Linked DNA regions of Mus musculus: regions 2, 3 and 4 are each linked to region 1. Evidence: chromatin contacts called from public Hi-C and promoter capture Hi-C data. All regions are on one chromosome and are shown on one strand. Each heading gives the region's core, a stretch centred on a gene start, on an enhancer-like site or on the middle of the called end of the contact. The rest is flanking DNA. Distances are from core to core; before and after follow the strand shown.

Evidence for each region. Promoter capture Hi-C pulls out the DNA fragments that hold promoters and counts their contacts. A called contact is a pair of places that touch in the nucleus more often than the background predicts.
Region 2: a promoter capture Hi-C map of frontonasal cranial neural crest shows a contact between it and region 1, with 6 times the contacts expected there. The contact joins the enhancer-like site here to the promoter of Mki67 in region 1. A contact is called at or near these places in 7 of 39 promoter capture datasets (the 3T3-L1 cell line, cranial neural crest, frontonasal cranial neural crest and 4 more), 1 of 115 datasets of contacts at active chromatin or transcription factors (pro-B cells) and 1 of 9 other capture datasets (adipose tissue).
Region 3: a promoter capture Hi-C map of pre-B cells shows a contact between it and region 1, with 7 times the contacts expected there. The contact joins the promoter of Dhx32 here to the promoter of Mki67 in region 1. A contact is called at or near these places in 5 of 39 promoter capture datasets (the C10 cell line, embryonic stem cells, hippocampal neurons and 2 more), 3 of 115 datasets of contacts at active chromatin or transcription factors (embryonic midbrain, extraembryonic endoderm stem cells and large pre-B cells) and 2 of 9 other capture datasets (adipose tissue and embryonic stem cells).
Region 4: a contact with region 1 is called in a Hi-C map of muscle stem cells, with 12 times the contacts expected there. The contact joins the promoter of Mgmt here to the promoter of Mki67 in region 1. A contact is called at or near these places in 3 of 39 promoter capture datasets (the 3T3-L1 cell line, embryonic stem cells and pre-B cells) and 1 of 484 Hi-C or Micro-C datasets (muscle stem cells).

The regions. Positions count from the first base shown.
Region 1 is chr7:135,714,889-135,717,813 of GRCm38.p6, forward strand. It overlaps Mki67 (antigen identified by monoclonal antibody Ki 67), which reads right to left and starts at 1,491. Exons shown (of 14, transcript NM_001081117.2): 1 at 1,160-1,491. The coding sequence starts at 1,251.
Region 2 is chr7:137,293,400-137,296,597 of GRCm38.p6, forward strand. All of the region lies in intron 6 of Ebf3 (early B cell factor 3), which reads right to left. Among named protein-coding and RNA genes, the nearest start is that of Ebf3, 19 kb to the right of the region's middle. Within about 2 kb of position 1,617, at least 7 of the 459 cell types and tissues checked have an H3K27ac peak or open chromatin away from gene starts, as enhancers often do.
Region 3 is chr7:133,775,256-133,778,253 of GRCm38.p6, forward strand. It overlaps Dhx32 (DEAH (Asp-Glu-Ala-His) box polypeptide 32), which reads right to left and starts at 1,548. Exons shown (of 12, transcript NM_133941.2): 1 at 1,347-1,548. It overlaps Fank1 (fibronectin type 3 and ankyrin repeat domains 1), which reads left to right and starts at 1,636. Exons shown (of 11, transcript NM_025850.2): 1 at 1,636-1,715. The coding sequence starts at 1,703.
Region 4 is chr7:136,893,296-136,896,071 of GRCm38.p6, forward strand. It overlaps Mgmt (O-6-methylguanine-DNA methyltransferase), which reads left to right and starts at 1,291. Exons shown (of 5, transcript NM_008598.3): 1 at 1,291-1,392.

The sequences.
Region 1 (2,925 bases), core at 241-2,740:
GACTTTCGCTGGTAGCTCCATCGTGAACTTTAAAAGCCAGACTATACTCTATATACTGTCTGCTTTCCTATGAACCTCTGGAGTCTAAGCATACCTCTTACAATAAATACCACATAACCAAATGCAAATTGATTTAAATTTTTTTAAACTTGTTAAAAGTATATTTAAGTAATATTGCAGAATAATCAAAATGAATGACACTTGTGACAAGAATTTGTACTCTCTTCTTTTAAACAACAACAAAGTTATAGAAAGTTCTTTACTCTGACAGGAAGTTCTTACTCTCAAGAAAACAGAGGTTTTGGGTTTCAAAACACCAGGCAGAAAGACCATATGTTCGAACCCCGTTTTACGGAGCAAAAAGATCACCACAATCCATACTAGATACAAAAGACCACAGACATTCTGGACCAGATACTTCCTCGACTGTCAAATACACCATGTCTCTGTCCTTACTCAGCAGTACTAACTAACGGCAGGCACCTCTCCCAGGGTGACATGAAAATCTGTCACCAGACTTTGTCAAATGTCTGAGAACTACCATTCTTGCCAGATCGCCATCTTCCTACCACTCATCCTGTGCCACACACTGATTGATCTTAAGTGTCAGTCGCCATATGGGACCCTAGAGATGTAACCATTAACAAGGCAGACCTTGTCTTGGAATTTAATCTACTGGGAGACAAACAAAACAATCTAAAACCTAGTCACCAATCTGCATGGTGTTAGGAAAGACGAGTTTTCTTAAAAGCATCCTCTCAAGTAACATTTCAAACGCGGCAGAAAGCCATAAGGGTCAACGTTTGCAGAAGTGGCAACACCAGCCACTGCCTGGAAGGCCTCAGGGAAGATTGCCATCCGACCGACGGGGGAGGGTGAGAGGGGACTCTCCCAGAGCACCCGAGCAGGGTTCTCCTATCTGATGTTTCCCGAAACATCCAGAGCCACAGCCGGCTGCCTGAGAACGACAGTGCGGAAGTTGCGGGACACCGACGTCAGCCTCGCGTCTACCGAGTGTAAAATCCCGATTCCATTTGGAAGCTCCCAATGCATGAGCGTGACTTCCGAACAAGCCACAGGGACAACCCTGTCAAACGCAGAGGGGGGTTGGGCCGCGGGGTCGCCGCCCCGGGTCACCTCAGCCCCGGCGCGCACTCACCTTCCAAACAGGCAGGAGCTGAGGCTCAGCGGGAAGTGTGCGCCGTCATCGCCGCTCCGCTTGATGGTGACCAGGTGAGCCGAGGACGCCATGGTCCGCCCGGCCGTCGGGACTGCGGACCAGGGCGGAGAAGCCTCTCGGTGAAGCTCGCAGTCGCCCCGCCGGGCCGCTCCTCAGCTGGTCCAGTCAGCGCAAGTTAGCTCTGGCCGCCGCTCACCGGGCGCAGCCCGCGTCGGAGCCCTCGGCTCCTTAGCCGCGGAGGACCGACCACGGCCACCCGCGGCCTTCGCTCCGCCCCGACCAGACCCGCACTCCCGCCGCCCGCGTCCCAAGTGCCCGCCACCCGCCACCCGCCGCCCCGTCCAGCCCCGACTGTCCGCCTAGGCGGTTCCGCGCCAAGGCTCGCCCGCCGCAGCCCGCCCGATTCAAACCAAAACGGCGGTTCAAATTCTGGCGCTAAGTGCTGCGATTGGGCCAGGCGGCCAGCCAGAGACCAATGGCGAGGGCGACAGAGGATTGGGGAAGTCCAGAGGTGGGGCCAGGCTGCGAGCCTGGGGGGGGGGGGGGGGGTGGAGCCGGAAGGTGGGAGGGGCCAGGCCGGTAGGCGGGGCCGGGCCAGAAGCTGGCTGGAGAAGCGGAACCCGAGCGGAGATAAGCTCCGGAAGGCGGGCAGGGTGGGGCTGGTGGGCGGGCCACTGCTGCTCTAATAGGCAGGGTAGAGGGTCCCAGCTTTTTCAGTGTCAGCAAAACTAGCGTGGCGACCTGTAGGAAGCTACCTGTAGGCTCCCTCTCCAGAAATCAAACACCGACAACGCCGCATCTTGCTCAACGCTAGAAGCTTTCTATTTTTAAAATTTATACCCTTCCTCTGCCGTTTCTGCAACACCTCATACGCAACCTAAGGTTGTTTCTCCTGCCTTTTCAGTATCCCTCAAACTGTCCTTTAAAAACTGGGGGACATCATTATAATTCATTCTACAGTCTCCCTGCTTAATGAACACTGAGGCAGTGGCACGGTTTTTCCGAAACCATAACTTAAGAGTTATTGCTGCGGCACGGTTAAGTTTGCAATGCTTTGCTGTTTCAGGGGGAAATGCCGATTAAAATAACCTGTGCAAGACTGCACCTGCAAATCCTAAAATAGGGCTCCTGGGGCACCAGTTGGGGTTATCTGAGGCCAGGTGCCAGTCAGATGAATATAGAGTACCTATGTTTTCCTGTCCTCTTTTTTCATGCTCCCTCCTCCTGTTCCTGGATCAGTGTTCTTCCAGTAGGGTGTTGTAAAAATTCCGCTTCTGGGGCAATAGAACCAATGTCTACCCTCTCCTCAAGGTCTCAAGGACAAGCCTGAAGTATGAAGCCATGAAATTTCACTCTGGGGAACGAGTGTGTTATACCACCCTAACCCAGGCTGATTAGTTATAGCATACCTCTTGGCCTCTAAACCTAAACCTCTGGTCAGGACTTCAAAAATATATTTAGGGTGCCATTGGGCCCCTTTGCTCCTATTCACAATGGGGCCACATGAATACACCCCCTTTCTGTGCTTCTCACTGTTGCCTCCTCTTTAATTAGCCTACTGAGGATGGGTGGTCCAGCCTGCCTTGTTAGGGCTGCCAGGATCCAAGCTCTACTTTAGGCCTTGGGCATTGCCTTCTCATCCTGAAACCTAAGCAATAGATAGATAGAGAGAGAGAGATTTAAAAAGCAGATCAGTTCATACACACATACACACACACATATATAGTTGTTACTTTATCATGAAT
Region 2 (3,198 bases), core at 367-2,866, 1.6 Mb after region 1:
ATTTTTCTACTACAACTTTTACAAACCTAAAAATGACACGTGAGCATTCAGATGTCTCACTGAAGACTCCGACTGGACTTATAACACTCTCCCCTTTGGGACAGCCCTGCCTGGGGTCAGTTTGGCAGTCTCTTGACACTGTATGAATGTCTTCTTCCAGGGATGACAGGGTAATATGGTCCTAAGAAAACGAACCTCCTCCCCGACCCTTAAACCAGAAATCAGATTTCATTCTGACATAGGGGGAAATGGCTCTCAGCACATAAAGACCAAAGCAACCAGGAACAAGCCCCAGATACCCCAGGACAAACTTTCCTAGAACACAACACCATATACCTGACAGAACACCCTCTTCGCTGCAAGGATAGCCATAGAATCCCAGAGAACAGGCAGAAAACAACCAACATAGTAGGTCACCCAGGGCCTGGGACAATTTGGGGAAACTGAACCTGGCCTCCCATACACAGAAAGATTCAGGGATGAAGATAACGTTCAGTTCTTAAATATCACACATCTGTTGACAAATCATTGGTGAATCTCATTTTTAAATAAAACCGAATGCATACTACAGTCGGTACTCACATGTGATGTTAGGCGAACAGGACAGACCCTCTTCTTGTACCATGCAGTGGGAAGGAAGAGGAGCCAGGCACCTTGGTTTTCTTGATACCAGATCACACAGTGACACTAATTCTAAGGGCCTTGGAGTGAGATACATTCTAATTTAAGATATTTATTTATTTATTGCTTCCTAATGGGTGTTTCCCCTTAGAGTGTAAAAAGAAAGGCTACAGAGAAGACAGTTTGGGTCCTCTCTGCACTGCTTTGCAAGCCTGATAGGAAGTGGCTGCTCAAAGAGCCAACTATTTCTTCTACACAAACAAGGCCAGTCAGAGTGCCTGGAGCCACCAGGCAGCTCTTCATTATGGCCATGCCTGACCTGGCCTTCCCAGTTGGAGGGGATTCCAGAAGCTCTCCACAGACAAATAAACAGCAAATAATTCCAGGGGACAGCCTTGTAGAACTGATTCCTTAATCAACAGTTAAAGAAGCAAATTGGATTTGCCCTATCACAAAAAAGAAATTAATCCCAGACCGTAGTTATTGTCTTAAGCACAAGGAGGTTGTCTTAGAGGCTTGGCTGGATAATTTCATTTTAAAAGTATCTCTAAAATTTGACATCCCTTGGGATTTGTGGTTTTCTCCATCATTATATAACTGTAAACTTCTGTATGTTAGAGATTGGATAATTCCTTTCAGCTGGACCTGGCCTCCAGCGTGCTTGGATGCTAAGGATGCAGCCAGCGCTAACGGGTTGCTAGGGGTTACTAGCCGGTCTTGGGAACAGGATGGCTTCCCAGAAAACCTATCAAAAGTTAGAGTGTTCGAAACTCTTCTAATTTATTCTCCTCGGTTCACTTTTTAAATCTCTGCTATTAATTACAAGAACTGCTAGAGGCTCCTTTTCTCGGGCTGCATCTGTAGGACACAACAAAAACAGAACAGAAACAAAGGCCCAGTCTCTCTGAGGTGGCCAGGTTTGCTCCTGTGGAGTAAGTAGCTCTGCTAGGTTGAGCTCTCTGGAGCCATATGTTCTTGAGACATTCTGCAGAGGAACTAGCCTTCAAGCACATGGTAGTCATAGGCTGGTCCAGTCACACAGCACTAGCTGACAGGGTAAAAGGCTCTATAAAGCCAGTTGTCTTCCCGGTTTCCTGCTGTCTCCACACATGAACTACCTCCCTGGACTTTCCCATCCTGTGCACAGTTTCAAAGTTGATTAACATTTTGTCTCTAGGATTACGTTATTACAGCCTTTATGTTTTAATCCATTTTTTTTGCACCATGGGAAAAGAAAAAAATTCTACTATTTGAGTAATCAAGTTATTTCTGTAAAATCCTAAATAAAATGAGAATTTTATTAAAGATATTTATCTCATACAACAAGAATAAAATCAATTTGCAGTGTCGGTCCAGCATCCAGCTACAATAACATTAAAATATATTGTTTACTCGCGGGTGGGGCCGTTTCTCTTTTCAGATTGGTCAATGAGGGGGACGACATAGCGTCCTCCTTTCAGAATGCTGGCCTGGCGGCTGGACATGGAGGAGAGCATTTTTATTGTTAATCAATGCCAATCAATTCTGAGCCTTGATGTTAAATAGGGATCAATACCACTGGGCTGCAGATGAGATCTGATCTCAATTGCTGAGCAGACCTGCAGAAGTTTTTAATCATAAGGTAAATCAAGACTGGAACATAAGTCAGATGAATTAATATTGGTGGTGGAGGACCTCGCTTGCCACTGATCCAGCACAAGGAAATTTCTGTCATATTTCATTATCACTCTTAGGGCAAGCTGAAGGCAGCGTTTGGGGAGCATTTCTTAGTGGAGGCTGGAGCGCCCCTCACACCACACGGTGAATCCTCACTGCAACTGCAGCCAGCTGGTCCACCGAGTATAGTTATACGTATGCCCCATGAATCTCATTTTATGCGATTAAGATCCATAAAAATTCAATAGCTTTTCTTCTGCAATTCACATTTTACCTGGTGAAATATCATAAGAATTTCATTATCTTTGCAGCTGTTGCCTGGGATCAAGCAAAGGTTATTATCCTCTTCGAAAACACTATAGAATATGTACGAAAATGTCAGGAGAACTGGGCATTTAAAGCTTGATTTTTTAAAAGAAAAACACTGTCTGAAGTTTAGAATAAACTGCACTTGACATTTATGTACCATGATGCATTTCTTGGTAAACTGATTTTGCAAGGAAATTCTTTGAATTCGGCTCTGTGACCAGATTGTAAAAGGAAAAGGGAAGATAGGAGGAGAGGGTTGGAGAGAAGCAGGGAGGGGAACAAGGAGGGAGAGGAAAAAGAGGAAGGAGGGTAGGAGGAGAGAGAGGAGAGGGGAAGCCAGGGTTGAGGAAAGGCAGCACAGGGGTCCCAGAGCCCAGTCCTGCACCTCACATCAGTTTGTACAGGATTTCCTAACCTTTCAGATAACCATCCTTGGGAAGATAACTCTAAGAACCCTGACCAATTGGAATGGTGTGATCCTAGGCTCGCTCAGGCCCCTTTAAAGCGTTTGAAGAAAAATGGTCAGTGCGGAGAAAGTGATTGATCAGAACGCTCTGTAAATCACGCGGATTCCGTACTGTCCTCCGGCCTCACTGCTAGGGTTCCACCTAT
Region 3 (2,998 bases), core at 298-2,797, 1.9 Mb before region 1:
CACAGAATAGATGCTTCTTGGATTCAACTAAGCTTTGAATGACTCCCTGGGGAAAGTAATTCTCCCCTGAGTCCTTGACAGCCACGCGGTAGAAATCTCTCTACTGGCAAAGATGAGTAATCACTTATATGACCCCAATAGAGCTGGCTGGGCCTTCCATTTTTCTCTAGTCCTGTCTATGGCAGCAGTAGGGGTTGATGGAAGGCCTTTAATGTCCAGCGCTGACCGGTAAATCAATCCTACAATTTCCTCTGTTTCTCCGCACTTCCTCATCCCTTTCTTATCTCTTCTCCATTTTTCTTCCTTCCTCTGCTTCCCCCTCTTCTCTCCTTAACCCATGACACTCTCTGAGGTGGTTTGAAAATTCTACACCATACCAGATAAAAATTCCTAGTGGGTTTTTCCCCCCTTCACACCTTTCTTAAAGGAAAACCTGGATCCTGGTCTTTGAAACCAGTATCCTACACAATTTGGCTGACTCAGTGACCCCCCTCTCCCCCCAAAAAAAATCAACAGGAAAAATGAGTATTGTAACACAAACACAAACACACACACACACACACACACACACACACACCAAACTAAACCAATTTCCAAGATCCCACAAGGGGCCCACAGCCTGAAATATGATAGGTGACAGTGGGGATGATAGACAGAGCAGGACTAGGGGAGGAACTGCCCGTAGTCTCAGTAGACAGCCTTGGCCTACTATAGAGGCAGGAGCAGCTTTCACACCCTCACCTAGGCAAACGGATTCGAACACCCCTCTCTGAAACATGTGGTGCAAAGAACGAGTCCTCCAGGAGGAGCTGAGAGCACCCATACTCGGAGTCTTAGGGTCATCCTAGCCTTGACCTGGGACAACATCCCGGTATAGGGTACCCACCCTGGAAAAGAGCTGCCACGCGCAAAGGCCGAGTCCGGACCATGACTTGGGGCAACATCCTGAAGCAATAGCCCTTCACTCTGGAGAATGGGTACTGGCAGGCAAAAGCTGGGTCCTCCAGCAGGAACAGGGTCTATCTCGACTCTCACCCGGGCATCTCCGGGTTCATCCGGACCCTGACCTGGACGGACGCCAGATGCAGGGGTAACCCTGACTCTAGCTTGGGGTTACGGCGGTGCAAAGACCGAGTCATCCGGCTGGAGCAGGGTTTGTTCTGACTCTCACTGGGGCGTCTCAGGTCATCCTAGACTTAACCCACCAGGGTCCAGAAGATCTCAGGCCGGAGCTCCGGTTCTCCTTCCGGAGCTGGGGGCGCCCTCGCCCTCAGCTGTGCCTGGTCGGGCGGGGCCGCAACAGGTGCGCGGCCTCCCTGCTTCCCCGCCGCCTGCCCTGCCGTTACCTGCAGCGGCGGCCGCCGAGGCCTCCCAGAGCCTGGGCGGGAGCTTCCCGAGCCCGGCCGACGTTCGCGTGGTCCCTAGAGGAGCTGACAGAGCGTTCCCGAGCTCGGGGCGCGGCTCTGCTGAAGCCGCCGCGCTCCCGGGTCGCGACCCCCCTGCGCCACTCCCGCCCGTGCGCTGCTCTGCGTTTCCACGTCACTTTTTGGTCCCTCCCTCTCGCCGTCCGCCGGGCCCCGCCCGCCCGCTCGCCTGCCCATCCCCGGTTGTCAGGGCAACCCGAGCGACGCCAGACGAAGACAGGCGTTAGGAGGGCGGCGCCGCCAGGGCTGGGCCCGAGGGCCCCCGGGAGCAGCTGACCATGGAGCCCCACAGTAAGCGGCGGGCTAGGGCCTGGGGTGCGAGCAGAGACCGAGCTAGCCGGGCCAGGTCTCGAACCCTCGGCTAAATGATCCACAGATTCCACAGAGCACGGCTGATGCCCTCACTAGCAATGGGCTTACGAATGGTTAATAGTGCTTCCAGTGTCTTAGTGAACCTCCATGGAGCCTGGGCCTTGAATTTATGTGTTCTTGCCTCTCTTCGATCTTATCCCTAAAGTCTGTGGTATATATAATTCATGTGCTTCCGCCCAGCATAAGATACATAACAAAAGTTTCTCATTCCTGTTTGTCTTAAATTTTCCGTTCTTTGTTATTGACTATTCGTGCGGATGCATGTGTTTGTGCACACGTGTGCAGGTGTCACACAGGTGCACATGCAAGTGTGCCACATTTGTGTGGAACCCAGAGGGGACATTCTGGTGTCTTTTCTTGCCATCCACCTTGGTTTTAAATTTTTATTTTATTTTATTTAATGTGTACAGATGTTTTGCCTGCATGTATATGTCTCTGCACCACTCATGTGCCTTGTGCCTCTACAGAGACCAGAAGAGAGAACCCAATCCCCTTGAACTATAATAAAAGCAGGCTGTGAGTAGGCTTGTGGGTGCTGGGTCCTTTGGAAGAGCAGTCAGTGTTCATGATATTTGAACCACATCTTCAGGCTCCCACCTTGGTTTTCAAGACAGGGTGTCCCACTGACCTAGAGCTCTAGTGAACTAGGCTAGGCAAACCGGCTAGCAGAACCCCAGAGGTGATCCTGTCTCCAGCTCTCTAGGGCTGAATCTACAAATCACACCACCACACTTGATATTTTATGGAGGTTCTGGGCATCAAACTTGGCTCTTTTACTTTCTGCAAGCATTGTTTGCGCGAAGTCATCTCATTAGCCCTGGTTTTTGTTTTGTTTTTAAAAATACTCTTAAGTTTGAGTTTGTCTCCTGCAGCCCAGGCTGACCTTGAGTTTAGGGCAAACTTCGTGACCTAGCCTCCTGAACCAGTGGCTCAGAATCTTCATGGCTCCACATTCTGAAAGTGCTGGGGCTACAGTGCTGTTTTTCATTTTGTTTTGATTGAAACAGAATCTCACTATCTCTCTGGCTAGCTTGGAACTCACTGTTTAAAGACCAGGCTGGCTTCAAATCCACAGGTCCACCTGCCTCTGTTTATGAAGTGCTAAGATTAAAGGCATGGGCTACCACGATGGGCTACAAAGTTGTGTATGATAGATGGCTGAAGATGTGTGCTTTAGAGTTGCTAGAACTGAGGTACCCTGG
Region 4 (2,776 bases), core at 41-2,540, 1.2 Mb after region 1:
ACAAATCCAAGCAAGTTGTTGAGCGTAGACGACACAGAAGGACTCTGAGACTTGATTTGATCATCCCATGTATCTAGGAGTCTCGTTTATCTTCTATCAGCAGTTATTCTTAGCATGTCTGGAGGAGGTGACAGTGGAGGTGAGGAGGGGCGGCTTCAAAGGGTGAATGGTGGCCTCTGTGAGTCACTGGGGCTCCTCATACAACAAACCTTTGAGCAACGCTTCTAAAGGTGGTAGGTAAAATGTTGGCTCCTCCAGGTCACTGAACCAGGGTACTAGTAAGGACCAAATCCAGGCAGGAGAGCTGCACACTGGGAAGATGAAGGTCTCAACAAACAAAACCACAGCATGGTTCTTAGCATATGTGCACCTGGGATGGGACCCTGAAGTTAACAACACGTCTCTCTGAAGCTTTAGGACGATAACATTCCCTAAGGATTTTATGTCAATCAAGTCAGATACCATGGGGCGCCAATCAAGTACCACAAAGTGGGTGGCTTGAAAGAATGAAAATTTGTTTATAGTCCAGGAGGCTGGTAGTTCTCACCTCCTGCACAGCATCTGGTACACAGGTGTATCTGGCTTCTAGTTTTCTGTTCACAGGGACAGCAGTAATATCAGATTAGGACTCTCCTAACTAGTGACATCATCTTCAAGTGTCACCTCCGTGTTTTTCCAAATAAGGCCATTATGAGGTACAGAGGGAGAATTCCAACAAGGCTTTCTTGGTGGACAACATTTAAATCCTGTCATCTCACACCAGATGCTGGATACTCACACTAGCTGAACCACTACTGAGCCATTCCAATTCCAAGTGCCAAGAAGATCCTGAAAGAAAGCCCTGGCCCAGCTGGGCAGTGACTGGATTCCTAGTGGGCTTAACTCTTCCACCACCCTTTGGGTGCGCGCTGTTGGCAAATAGTGACTATGTCTCAGCGGGTAAACTGGGACTTGGGGTGGTGAGGTCGAGGTGAGAAGGTGCAGCTCAGCTCCGGTGGGATGATGCGGCCTGATGTCTAGGATGGGCAAAGAACCAGTTTCAGGTCTGGAAGAAGAGGCCTGCTCTAGGAACACGCACCCAGGGAGGAAGCACAGAGCGGCACCCTTGCGTCACACACTGGGCGTGCTTACACTCCCCGCCCCTTTTCCGGCAGCTCCCAGAGCCACGCCCCGCGTACCAGGCCCGCTTTACACCCTCGGACTACAAGCCCACAGCTCAGTAATCAACTGCACCCTGACTCCGCCCCCGCCCACCAGGCCCTGCCCCGTGCTAGGCCCCGCCCCCACCCCGTGCACGCGCCTGCGGCCCGTATTTCTCAGTGCCAGATCTTGGTGCTCAGGCACCTAAAACTTGTGTACCGTTCCCCGTTGCTGTCTGCAGTTTGCAAGCTGGTGAGTTTTGGGGCACTGTGTGGGGCCCTCTCTGGAGAGAGCCGAAGTCCAGGGAGACAGTCGTGGCTCTGAGTTGTCCTAAGGACTCCTTCCTTTCTCTAGGACCTCAGCCCCTTCTGTACAGGCTGCCCTACTTCCCTTGGCCCCGGGGTTCGTGGGCAAGTCTGCCTGGTGACTGGGCATGTCTCCTGCCACACCTCCAGATGCCCAACACTTCTCAAGTCTCTGCTGGATCCATGCAGGTCCCCTGGCCATACTCTTTCCCTTCACTGGTGACCAGGGGGTGGGGATCCCGCTTCACCTTTCTTTCAGGAAGCTTCCAGAAGCTCCTCAGCTTGTAGCTCAGATCTGCTTGTAGTAGGCCCATACTTCTCATAGCTCCTTCTTTCTTGAGAGTAGGAGAAAATAACCAGGCCCCGGGGTCCTGCAACATCATGGCTGGTGCTAGGCACACCTGGTTAAAACCTCAGAGAGTAAACAAACAGTACATTCGCTCCGCGCCCAGTGGGTCTAGGTTTTTGTTCTGTACATTTTATTCTGAGCTGCCTCATCCAGACCCTGATTGTGAGTTCAGAGAAGTAAGGTTTGAGTGTACGTGTGCGTGCACACGTTTGGCTGGACCCTCCTCAGACACAGACAGGAGCTTGTGGAAAGGGTATTCTACAACCTGCAGAGTCTCTGTAGACAGACCTGCTCTTCATTTCACTTCCCTGACAGGTGATCCCAGATGATTTTAACTTCATGTGTCTCTCAGTATCTGCAGCACTTGTCGTAGGGTGCTGGGTGTGGGGGATGTGAGAAGCCTGGCCTGTGGTCAGTGTCCTGTAAGCTTAGGCATGTCATCTGAGCATTTGACAGGACCTAGAGCCTGAGAGTGGCTGGACAGAATGGTCTGCACAAATGCCCTGCCTGAGGCTCCACCCACTCTGGGCCACTCTGGGTATTGACATAGTTTGGTACTGTCTGAGGTCTAGAGGAGCCAGGCCACAAGGATCTATGGGAGTAATTTTTTTTTCAATTAGAGGGAAAAATCTGTCATAATAAGAGTTTGACTAATATGTGGTATGTCTTTGAAGAAGTTTCTGCTGTTACCATGGTTTAAGAAGCAGAGTCTCAGGTGTTGTGGTAAGGTGGCTGTGTCTTGTACAGCAACTTCTTTCTGTGGAGAGCAAAAGGCACCGATCTTTGGGTCCTGTTCTAGATCAGTGGGCCCCATCTGAGCCTGTCTCTACTCCCTCACTGGGCCTGCCAGTGTGCGGAGTGTCCTTGGCTTAGTTTTCTATGGCTTCCTCAGAACACCATGACTAAGGAGTCTTGGGGAGGGGAGGGCTTATTTGGTTTACATATCCTGATAACGGTTCCCCATGACGGGAAGGCAGGGCCG